Regions from separate parts of the Mus musculus genome. Here region 1 is linked to region 2. Evidence: chromatin contacts called from public HiChIP or PLAC-seq data. All regions are on one chromosome and are shown on one strand. The core of a region is the stretch at or near the end of the contact, and the rest is flanking DNA. Distances in the headings are between cores, read along the strand shown.

Region 1 (5,790 bases), core at 2,596-5,095, 220 kb before region 2:
CCTGACAGATACTTCTTCAAAACTGAGTTCACCTGCACCCCCAACTCAATTCCTGGGGGTCTGCAGCCACTCCGGGGACACTAAAAGGTCTCCAGGGGACCAGATGGGACCTAACAGGTCCACCCTGTGTTCGTTCCTGTGAGAGAGAGCTGGCCACAAGCCACAACCACCTTCCCCCCTCTTCCTCCCCAGTCTGCAGCGCCAGCTCTGGCCTCTTATGCCTCCACCTGGGTGAGGGGCGAGGCCAGCCGCGGCCACGCTTCCCTGCCAAGAACAGGTGTGGGCCTGCTAGATTCACTCCCCAGACCCCTCCCAGCCTCCCAACCCAGTTAATATACAATCTTCACGGGACCTCTAATTACCTGAGAGGCTTTGACTGTCTGTCTCCTTAAGTGCTCTGGCTTCAAGCCTCAAGCTGCTACACCTCCCAACTCAACCAGAGCCCCCTTCCAATCTCCCCAGCTGGACAAGCCTTCTGCCCACTAAGGCTGCCTGTCTTCAACAAATTCTCTAACTGAATGCCAGACACTGGGCACCAAGACAGGCCAGACGCTCCACCACATCAGGCCCAGAGTTCACGACCCTGGGCACCAACAGCCCCAGGAAAGGCTGCAGGAGCAGAGTTAAGGGTGAGGGGCAAGACAGACGTGAGTAAGAAGAGCAGAGACTCATAGAGCCATGCTCCTGGCCCTGGGGACTGTAATGATAATGCAGCATTGAAGGCTGAGGGTATAGCTCAGAGACAGTGCACAGGAACCGTACCTATGTGTACGGTTAGCATGCCTCAAACCAGGGTCCCGCTCCCAGCTCTGCAGAAAGGAAACAGAAGCATGGAGATTTTGGTTCAGTCAGATTGAGTATGCAGTCTCTTAGACTATGTGAAGACAAGTACCTTTGTAGCCCAGGCTAACCTTCAACTCCTTATATAGCAGAGGCTACCCTTCAATTTTGCCCTTCAATTAGTGATCCACCAGCCACTGCCTCCCAAGTGCTGGGATTACAGACCCCACTCCACAGGATCTACAGAATTCCTAAGGGACACGGTAAACGAACTGTCAATCCCTCTTCATCGGCTCTAAGCAAGAAGCAGGAAGCCCACGCCCACACATCCCCCATACAGTGCAGCCTCCATGGTCAACTCTGACTATAGGATGGGCACAGCTAGTTCATCAACTCTGCAAGTGTGCAGCATTAGCTGGGCCTACAGGGAGCCCACAGAGCCTGGTTTGCACCAAAGAAGAGTTTGAAAAAAAAAATGGTCACAGAAAACAAAAAACCAAAACAGGATTAATTCTGCCCTGGAAGGTGGGGTCTCAGCTCTTTCAAAAGAGGCTACTTGGGGCCAGGTCTCAGGGGGTGGGGCAGATTTACTCAGGGAGTCACAGGGGAGCAAAGGTAAAGAGAGCAGGGGGAGGCTCCAGGAAGCACACCTGAACTTTTGGTGTGTGAGAAAATGAGGTGAACAAAGATGAGGTCGAGGCCTGCACGCTGGGACCAGGCTGGGAAAGCACCTGCCAGTTTTCGAGGGGGAGTGGGGTTGGTACATAGGAAGGGGTAGCCTGGGGTCAAGGGCTCTCAGATGTCCCTGAGATCTGCCCTGAGGTCCAGGTGGACTAAAAATAGCAGCTCCTGAGGCAGGAAGGACCAAGAGGAAGAAAGTGTCCTGAGAACAGGGAGCTGGAGACGTGGATCGGTGCTTTAGAGCATCGGCCTCTCTAGCACAGGACCTGGGTTCATCCCCAACACCCACAAGGTGGCTCACACCCTTCTATAACTGCAGTCTCGGGAGAGCCAATGCACTCTCTGGCCTCTAAAGCCACGCAGCACCAACATGGTACACAGACATACATGCCTGCAAAACACATATACATGAGAGAGAGAGAGAGAGAGAGAGAAAGCGCCAGCAGAGGGATTCCCAGACAATGGAGGCTGCCTGGGGACAGGAAAAGGGACCTTAGATCCTTGGCTCTGTCAATCCTCAAGGTGATTAAATAGCATCTACCCTGTGTTCAGCCCTGAGCCAGACACATCAACAAAATGTGACTACTTCTGAGAATCTGCAGAGTTGGGGGGAGTCTGGGCTCCCACCTTTGGCTTTGCCACTCCCTCCCCAACACACACCCCATCCCAAGACAGCATGTTTAGTGCTGACTGCGCAGTTCCCCTGTAGCTCCCCAAGAAGGGCCCTGCCTGGCAGGGCTCTGAGCCAGGCCTGCAAAGATGCTGGCCCAGACGAGGCTCCACGCCTCAACTCTGGGCAACTTCAGAAGAGAAATCTGATGGGGAGATGTGTGTGTAGAAATTTCCATCTGACCCGGGAGGTGTGTAGGAGAGCCTGGAGGATGCTTGGAGAAGAGAGGGATGCTGGAACTCCCATCTCAGCCTCCTCAGGCAGAGAGGCCCTGGAGGTTTCTCCTCCCTACAGCACATTGAATTTCAACCACCAAGAGGAGAGAGCAAGGGAGCCAGGAGCCTCCCACCTGCAGGGCTAACTTTGAAAGAATTCCTGACACACTTCCAAAGCCCCCAGAGAGGAGTCACCCTGCCAGCAGCTGGATGGTGCTGACAACGTGAGATACCAGAACATTAGCCACTACCACCCCACCTGCCCGAAAATGGGACAGAAAGACCAGATCCGGGCTTGTGCGCTTCCTCCATCCCTGCAGCAACGAGGTGCTCAGGGTCTATCCAAAAAGATACTGGGATTCTAACCTCTCCCAGCTACCGGCCTGGCACCAGCATGGGATGGAATCAATTCCCTGCTTATCCAGCCCAGACCCCGGGGGGTGACAGCCAGAATTAATTAATGTTTGTAAAGTGCTCTAGAGAACCTGGGACCAGGGACCCAGGGGCGCCAGAGTAGCTACACAGGAAATTGACAAGGAGGGGGTGGCGGTGAGAGGGGGGCCAGCTGGCCAAGACCTGGACTGCCTGGACAGGGAGGGTAAAGAAAACACTCTGAAGAGGAGATGGGGCACAAGGAGAGTGAAAAGATGCTACCTCTCCAAATAAATAAATTAAATGATTAATTAAATAATTAAATAAACCGATTCAAGATGGGGCTATAGAGGTGAGTGCCAGGCTTCAGGCTGAGCCAACCCTAGCACCCCACCCCGAATCCCAAACAAGAACACCCAGGCCCTCTCCAACTCAGGCCCCAGCCACCTGCATAACCCGAGGACCACTTGCAGAGGAAGTCCGAACCCCTCAGCCATGAGTTAAGAAAAAGAGTGTGCCAGAAGTGGCGGGCTTCGTGGGCGCTGACGCCTTCTAGAACTCCCCAGGGCACCCGACTACTACCTGAGCAAACAACGCACTTCCTTTCTCTAAGAGAGGGGTGCCAGCGTCCCTTCGCTTCTGGAGACTGGGCTGTCCAAGCAAGCCTCTATCAAGGGCTCAGGGGACTGAACATTGGCAAACAAGCAGCTGGTACCGTGGTCCCGATGCCCCTCTCTTTGCCCTAGGCTCACTCACCCCAAAGTGCTGATGAAGCCATTGACAGAGCCCTCGGCGTACAGGGACACAATGTCCCCGATGTGAAGAAAGCTGGACATTTCATTCATGGCTTCGGCCCTCCGGGGCTCGAGGCGACGAGGTCGCCCTGAAGCGAGCTGCCAGGCTCGGTGCAGAGGACTGAGGCGCGCTGGGCGGAGAGGGGCGCAGTGCCACCTCGCAGCCCGGCGACCCGGACGATCGGGACGGCAGGAGTAGGCTGACTGCCACCAGAGAGCGAGGAGGCGCGGCGCGACCCGGGTCCGGGTGAGGAGGTGCCTGCGTCTCTGCGCGCTCGCAGCCCTCCAGCCCGGCCGGGCCCGCGCGTACCTGCAGCCTGGAAGGAGCAGGAAGTCTGGGGCCGCCACACACATGCAAATCCCGCCTGGGAGGCGGGGAGGCCACACCCCACCCCGCCCCCGCCGCGGCTCCCACGTGCACCCGCGCCCCAGGCTCGGCCTCTTCTACACCGCGCGCGTGCACGCCTGCACCCCCTAAAGCGCCCAGCTTGCCACCGGACGACCCCCAGGCTCTAGGGCGTTCTCTAGACGGCTTGTCCACCAGCACCGCGCTGCACTTCGGGGCTCTCCACCCTCGGAGATCCCCAGCTCGCCTAGCCTGCGGCCCACGCGTGGCTGAGCACACCGGGAACTTGGCCACGGTCACCCTGCGGCAACCGCGCCCAGCTGAGAACCGTCTTGCGCCTGGATGCGCGCTCAAGCCCTTAGCGTTGCAAATCAGGATTCATTTCTCTCAACATGAAAAGTCTTTTCATTGCACAATAGAAAGTGCTTTGACTTGGAGGGGAAATGAAGCAATGGGGTGGGTTTGGGTTTTTTTTTGTTTTTTGTTTTTTAATTGTCCTTGTTGGGGTTTCTCTCTCTCACTCTCTTTCTCCCCACATTCCTGTGTACAAAGAGATCCAACTTCCGAATCAGTTCAGCCGCTCCCTCTCCAGGAGGAATTGGCTCCAGTTTCTCTTGGCTCCTTCTGTCTTTGCTTTAAAATAAATAAATAATACTGGGAGGGGGAGAGCATTACCTCCTCTAGTTAATAGTGCACCCCAGCGCCCACTGAAACAAGTTCTCGTAGCGGGCCCTTGCTCACAAAGTTCAGCCCTCAAACTCATCGCCAAGTTGACTACTTTCTGTTCTGCGCCACGGAGGCTGGGCGTTTGCTTCCTCCTAGAGCTTTGGTTTGAACTCCTGAGATAAGAATGCGCCACCACCACCCCCTTTGGTCACGTTTGCTCCCTCCCACCCAGCCCCCCTTATTTCCTGAGGGGCGGGGATGGGGGCGTTTGTCCCTGGGAGAAAAGGAGGAGGGGACTGGAGACAGAAGCAGGAAGAGACCCAGGAGGGGTGGAGACAGCCGCCAGCCGTGAGACAGCTGCTGACCTGCACCGAGAGTTCTTGAGTGCAGGGGATTTTTACCAAGACCCTTAGAACTGGTGGTAGTGGTTAGCCAAGCCTTTAATGGGGAAGTAGAGGCAGGAGGACTGGGAGTTAAAGGTCGCATAGTAAGTTCGAGGTTTACCTAGGGCACGTGAGAGTCTGCCTCAAATAAATGTAAGAATGGGCTGGAGAGATGGCTGAGTGGTTAAGAGCATTGCCTACACTTCCAGAGGATCCAAGTTCAATTCCCACCACCCACATGGCAACTCACAACTGTCTGTAACTCCAGTTCCAGGAGGTCTGATGGTCTCACACAGATATACATGCAGGTAAAACATCAATGCACATAAAATAAAAATTAATTAATTAATTTAAAAAATCAAAACAGGGGCTGGTGAGATGGCTCAGTGGGTAAGAGCACCCGACTGCTCTTCCAAAGGTCCGGAGTTCAAATCCCAGCAACCACATGGTGGCTCACAACCATCTGTAACAAGATCTGACGCCCTCTTCTGGAGTGTCTGAAGACAGCTACAGTGTACTTACATATAATAAATAAATAAATCTTTTAAAAAAAGGGCCTGAAGAGGTGGCTCAGCAGTTAAGAGCACTGGCTTCTCTTCCAGAGAGCAGGGATTTGATTCCCAGCACCCACGTGGCAGCTCACAAGCATCTGTAATTCCTCTGCAGGCACTGGGGACATTCCTGGTGCCAGATATACAAGCAAGCAAAGCACCCACACACATAAAATAAATAAACCAAAGTCCTTAAAGACCCCCAAGAACATGGATCAAGTGAACTCCTACCAACTGAGTGACATCCCCAACCCTAAAAAAAATGTATAGTCCTCCTTTGCTCTCAATAGCTGTGATAAAACACCATTATCAAGAAGCGATCTGGGAGCCGG
Region 2 (5,843 bases), core at 780-3,279:
TAAAACAGGGATCCCGGATGCGGCCCCCAATATAGCTCCCCCAATTAAACGGTAATATTTCAGGCGTCAGCTCACACTAATCTTTCAAACTGTCATCGCGATCCGCAGGGCCAGCCGATTCACTTAACAGGACTCCCAGGACCCTCGCCCGAAGCTGTTTTCAGCAAGACATTTAATTGAATCGGATGTGGCTCGTTTGCCAGACGTCACCGCCTGGGTGATAGACATCCGTCCAACCCACACAAACCAATCTTCAATCTCGGGAGGGTCCCAAGCTAGGTTGGCTCAGAACAGTAACTGTAATGTAACCAGAAATTGTGGCAAGGGAGGAAAACAAAACAAAACAAAACAAAACAAAACAAAACAACAAAAGCGAAAAAAGGCAAAGGCTTTGGACTGCTTGGAGAGGGACACAGCGGAAGACAAAGAGCACCAGCTTTAGGATGCTCTGTGGTCCCTGGGTTGAGATCTCACTATGGCTCCCAAGTCTGGTGCTGACCACTGGAGCCTGGAATTGGGCTTCACAGTCTGCCTGGAGCTGGGTCTCCTTCTCCCTTAGTTGAAGACAACCCAAGGCCTTGGGAGTTTGGGTTTGAGGAAAAGCAGGAAGGAACACAAATCAGGCCTTTGCTGGCTTCACTATGGCCCAGATGGTTGCCAGCGCCCAATGGCCCACACTGCCCTGCCAGGAGGGACAGTTCACACTCTGCACTCACAAAAGTTTTGATCTCTGGACTTTGGGTTCATGACTTAAGAGTGACTTGTTTAGCTAACCTTTGACCCTACACTCACACTCCGTTTCTATTCCAAAAGCCTCTCCTCTGGTGGCCAACTCGTCCTTCATATCTGTGTGCCTTCTGACTCACAGATCTGTTCACTCTGGGAATCCTTATATCCGAAAACAGGTGATGGACCCTCACCACATGAATTTTCAAGGGCACATCCCCTTTGCAAATCGGTGTGGTGAGCCCAAGCTCTCCCAGAGGTTAGCCTTACCATATACCTTCGGTGGGGGAGGTTTTGCCTGGAATCGATGTGCCTTCTCTTTTTGAGATTACAGCAGGAAAAAGTCCCACTCTGTTGGGTCTGGGAGGGCCCAAGTGTTCCTTAGATCCAGACAGTTGTCTTAGTACAGAACCTGGGTTCCTTAAACCCTGACAGTTTTCAGACAGAAGCAGCACTGGACTGAAAATGTCCCTCCACCTGCCTGATCTGTCCTCTGCCCCGTGGAGTAGAAGCCCAGGAAGGCCCTGGAGGATCGGGCTAGAAAGGGTCTGGGACTTTTGTGGTGGCCTAGGAGGGTGAAAAATGAAGCAGCTTGGGCTTCAGGAGAATCCAGGCAGACAACCCAGAAGGCAGCTCTCCTCCAGGAAGAGTCAATTCCCCAACAATGCTTCCTTCTCTCTGGAGAGGTGCCTGGCCCCACCGCTTAGTCTGAAGCAGGTGGCCACTCCCACCCCACAATTAGCCACTTCACCTTTCCATTCAGCTCAGAACCCCTTGGGGCCCCTCTGGGTTCCTGGGTTGAATTTGGTCCTGTAGGTCAAATTAACTACCGCTCCCCAATCCAATTCTTAAACTCATGTGTTAAACTCAGTGTTCGTCCCAGAACAACTGTCTTCTCTGTGATTCTCTTTCTATGCAGGCTACTCTTAGGCAGACTTCAGTAAACAATATTGTAGTCATAGTCTTGATCCCTGAAAATAACCCCCCTCTTCTGGCTTTCAATCCATCCTCACCAGCCCATTTAGTGATACAGGACACAGTGCAAAGAATATTTATTCAAATCCTCGACCCACCCCCAACCCTGCGTTTAGACTCAGCATAACAGAATCAGGTATTTTCTTTGAGTGTGTCTGGCTGGGATTTTCAGGCTAACGAGGAGCAATCTCCTTGCAGGAGTGGGAGACTATCCCAAATGTGTCGCGGCCCCTTTAAAAAAAGCTGAGCAGGATTTTTTTTTCCCATCCCTATGTCTATATTAGGTGACGCAGAACTGCCCGTCGCTCCTGTCATCCAGGCCCCTGGCCCAATGGCAGGCTGAATCCCCCCTACTCCAGCCTGCTCCCGCCTCTTCTGCCCCTGGTGCTCCGCGCTACCTGCTGCCGCGCGCCACATCCAGGGCAGAGAGGCGGGTGCGCGGGCGGGCGGCGGGCACCATGCGGGGAGGCTGTCCCCAGGGGTGGGCAGCACCACTCTCTGCTACCCACCTGGCGCTGTGAAACCTGCGTCGCCACCATGTTCCCCAGCCCTGCGCTCACACCCACGCCTTTCTCAGTCAAAGACATCCTGAACCTGGAGCAGCAGCAGCGTAGCCTGGCGTCTGGGGACCTGTCTGCGCGCCTCGAGGCCACCCTGGCCCCTGCCTCCTGCATGCTGGCCGCCTTCAAGCCCGAGGCCTACTCTGGCCCCGAGGCGGCAGCGTCCGGCCTGGCAGAGCTGCGCGCGGAGATGGGCCCCGCGCCTTCGCCCCCCAAGTGCTCTCCTGCTTTCCCAGCCGCCCCCACATTTTACCCGGGAGCCTACGGTGACCCTGACCCAGCCAAAGACCCTCGGGCGGATAAAAAAGGTAAGGAGAACCTCAAGCTCTTCCCTTCTGGAATCGCTTTCATGTCCAAAACCCTGAGCCAAGAAACCCAGGCCTGACAGTAGCTCAGTCCGGGGTGAAGGCTGGGCGCGGGGAGTTTGGAGTATAAGATTCCAGGCTGTCCCGCAGTCAGTCCGAAGTTTAGAGGGAACGCCGAATTTAGAGGGTCAGGAAAAAAGAAGGGAGAGAGAGAGAGGGAGAGAGTGAGAGAGTGAGAGTGAGAGAGAGAGAGAGAGAGAGAGAGAAGATTAAAATGTTGTTTTCGGCCTACAAAACCCCAGTAGGTTAGGGCCTTGTTCTTGGATCTGTTACAAAGTTAAGCTATCTAACAATCCGCGTTAGAACAAATCTTCGTACTGGAGAGTTAAAATCTCTTCCAGATTTGGGGGTACTTTGAGACACTGAGAACTGCTAAACCGAAAGCTTAGCCCCGTGTATCCTGGGCCTTGTGTAGCCCACCCTGCCTTTCTGGGCCTTGCCTCCTTTGTGCCAAAAGAGAGGAGTCTGGGGACCGGGTTGTGATTTTGAGATGCGATGCTGCGGATCCCAGGAGCTGGGGTTGGCTTTGTTTTTCTAGTACAATCTCCAGGCAGGATCAGGCAGAAATTCCTTTCTGGGAACTGTTGGGAAATACGGAACGAATAAAGACACTGAGAAGTGAAGAGCAGGCTTCCGAAGGTGGCCGAATACCAAATATCTCAGAGTAGGGAGAGGGGCTCCTGGCCAGCTCACAGAAGGAGCAGGGAAGTCCCAGGCCCAGATCCTGTGCTGAGTAAAGCCAGAGAGGCCCAATGGTTTCTGCGAGTTAGAGGACGTTCCTAGGTTTTCCCTGGGAGCAGAGAGAAGGTCCAGGAACATTGGAGAAGGACTGGAGGAGGATTAGAACTTATTGCTACCAACCGGAATCCCGCAGGGCTGGTGTAGAGGCCTCTGTCCTCCTCCGGGTACTGGGAAGTCCAGAAGCCATGCCAACATCAGCTGACCACCCGAGGGACAAACCGGAGTATTCCTAATGTAATTCACTCCGAGCATCCTCATGACTTTATTTTCTTTGCAGCCAGAAAAGCTAAAGCTAAATCCCAGACTGTTAAGAGAACGCTAACTATCCGGGGAAGAGGTCTGGGATAGGGCGCCCGAGATTTCTCTTGTTTTGTTTTGTCCAAGCCACTTAGGCATTTCCCAGATGCGCAATTGCGCCAACATCGAACCGAGCGAGCCCGTGCACTCGGCGATTAGCTTAAGCGGAGCTGGGTGTCCGGCATAGGACCAGAGTGATACTCCCTGCCACCCCTACAAGGGCCCTGAGGTCCCCGGCCCGCCGCTCTAACCCGCCACCTCTCTGCCTCTCTTCCCCTTCAGAGCTGTGCGCGCTGCAGAAGGCAGTGGAGCTGGACAAAGCCGAGACGGATGGCGCCGAGAGACCACGCGCACGGCGGCGACGGAAGCCACGCGTGCTCTTCTCGCAGGCGCAGGTCTACGAGCTGGAGCGGCGCTTCAAGCAACAGCGGTACCTGTCGGCGCCAGAGCGCGACCAGCTGGCCAGCGTGCTGAAGCTCACGTCCACGCAGGTCAAGATCTGGTTCCAGAACCGTCGCTACAAGTGCAAGCGACAGCGGCAGGACCAGACTCTGGAGCTTCTGGGGCCGCCGCCGCCGCCCGCGCGCAGGATCGCGGTGCCCGTGCTGGTGCGCGACGGGAAGCCCTGCCTGGGGGACCCCGCGGCCTACGCTCCCGCCTACGGCGTGGGTCTCAATGCCTATGGCTACAACGCCTACCCCTACCCCAGCTACGGCGGCGCGGCCTGCAGTCCCGGCTACAGCTGCGCCGCCTACCCCGCTGCGCCCCCCGCCGCGCAGCCCCCCGCCGCCTCCGCCAACAGCAACTTCGTGAACTTTGGCGTCGGGGACTTGAACACCGTGCAGAGTCCCGGGATGCCGCAGGGCAATTCGGGCGTCTCCACGCTGCACGGCATCCGAGCCTGGTAGGGAAAGAGCCCGTTTGGGGCGCCCCGGAACGACTCCCACCTTTAGGAGAAGGGCGATGACTCCGGGGATGGGAAAGCTCCCACTATGCCCTGTCCCTCAGATTTCACACCCACCCTCGCGCAGGCCTGGGACCTTTCTCCGATCCATCCCACTTTATTGACGTAGCCTGGTGTCTCGGACCTGGCAGAGCCCTTCCAGGGTCACGGGCACTTTCGACGGATTCCACACTAGGACCGGGAGCCTGGGCCGGGCGCCCGGGCCCTGGTTGTCTTGCCGTCGCCCACCCACCCGTATTTATGTTTTTACCTGTTGTAAGAAATGAGAACCCTCTTCCCATTAAAGTGAGTGCGCTAACGCACGCGGGCTTCTTTTAGGATTTCTGAGCGAGCGCAGAGGCCCCTCCAGGTCACAGGCATAGTTCACATTAATAGAACCTGCACTCATAAAAGCTGAGGCACCCCGCACCCCTCGTTAGGTGTTTTCTGAAGTCCTCCGTTCCCCCCCCCCCCCCCGAGGGCGGCCTTTTTTTTTTTTCCAAGGTTACCCGCGGAGGGCGTGAGGGGTTTTATGACTTGCTTGTGAGCTAATGGGTGTAGAAGGAAGTTCAGCGTCTTCTCGCACCAGAGAAGGAGTAAAAGCTGATCCTAGAGCGCCCATCCTCAGGCCAACTTGATTCACTGTTGCTGGGCGTTGAGGGGAGAGCAGCACCCTAAGTCGTCTGCTTAACGCCACAGCTCTTTTACCGACGGAAGAGCCAAGGGCCCTTGTCCAGCTTCCCTGAGACTCTGCCCCTCATTGGAAGCCCCTGGAGTCCTTTGCCTGTTTTCAGCTAAGCACAGAGGCCAAACCTAAACCGGATGGGAGATGGTGCTCACATTTATCTCAGGGTAGGGTGGGGTGGGGTGGGGGGGACTGTGAGAGTCCATGTGTGAGTTATGGGGCGATTCTCCAACCTGACTGGCATCTCTCGGTATGGCAGTAATTTGACTGTAGTTAACACAGCTTCGATTGACCAACATAATCGCTCTGCAGGTTTTACAGATGAGAGAACAGGTTTGATAAAATGGGGGCTTGTAGTTGTGGGGATTTCTTACTGGGTGTCCCAAGTTTTTCTACTTCAGCGTCTCTAACCCCAGTACTCAGGGCTGGATAACTAACCTCCGCTTGTGGATACTGGCTTTGTCTTCTTCGCTGCTCTGGAGCAGTGGCTAGGTCACAAAGTCGGTAGGGCCAGCAGCAACCCTATAAGCAGTCACGACATTGCTGTGGAG

What was found. HiChIP or PLAC-seq counts read pairs in DNA pulled down with a chosen protein or histone mark.
Region 1: an H3K4me3 HiChIP or PLAC-seq map of embryonic stem cells shows a contact between it and region 2, with 11 read pairs. The contact joins the promoter of Itpr3 here to the promoter of Nkx2-5 in region 2. A contact is called at or near these places in 2 of 115 datasets of contacts at active chromatin or transcription factors (both in embryonic stem cells) and 1 of 9 other capture datasets (liver).

Annotation. Positions count from the first base shown.
Region 1 is chr17:27,055,359-27,061,148 of GRCm38.p6, reverse strand. Itpr3 (inositol 1,4,5-triphosphate receptor 3) reads right to left here and starts at 3,845. Exons shown (of 58, transcript NM_080553.3): 1 at 3,475-3,845. The coding sequence starts at 3,563.
Region 2 is chr17:26,837,751-26,843,593 of GRCm38.p6, reverse strand. Nkx2-5 (NK2 homeobox 5) reads left to right here and starts at 2,029. Exons shown (of 2, transcript NM_008700.2): 1 at 2,029-2,569; 2 at 3,947-4,929. The coding sequence starts at 2,239. The coding sequence ends at 4,572.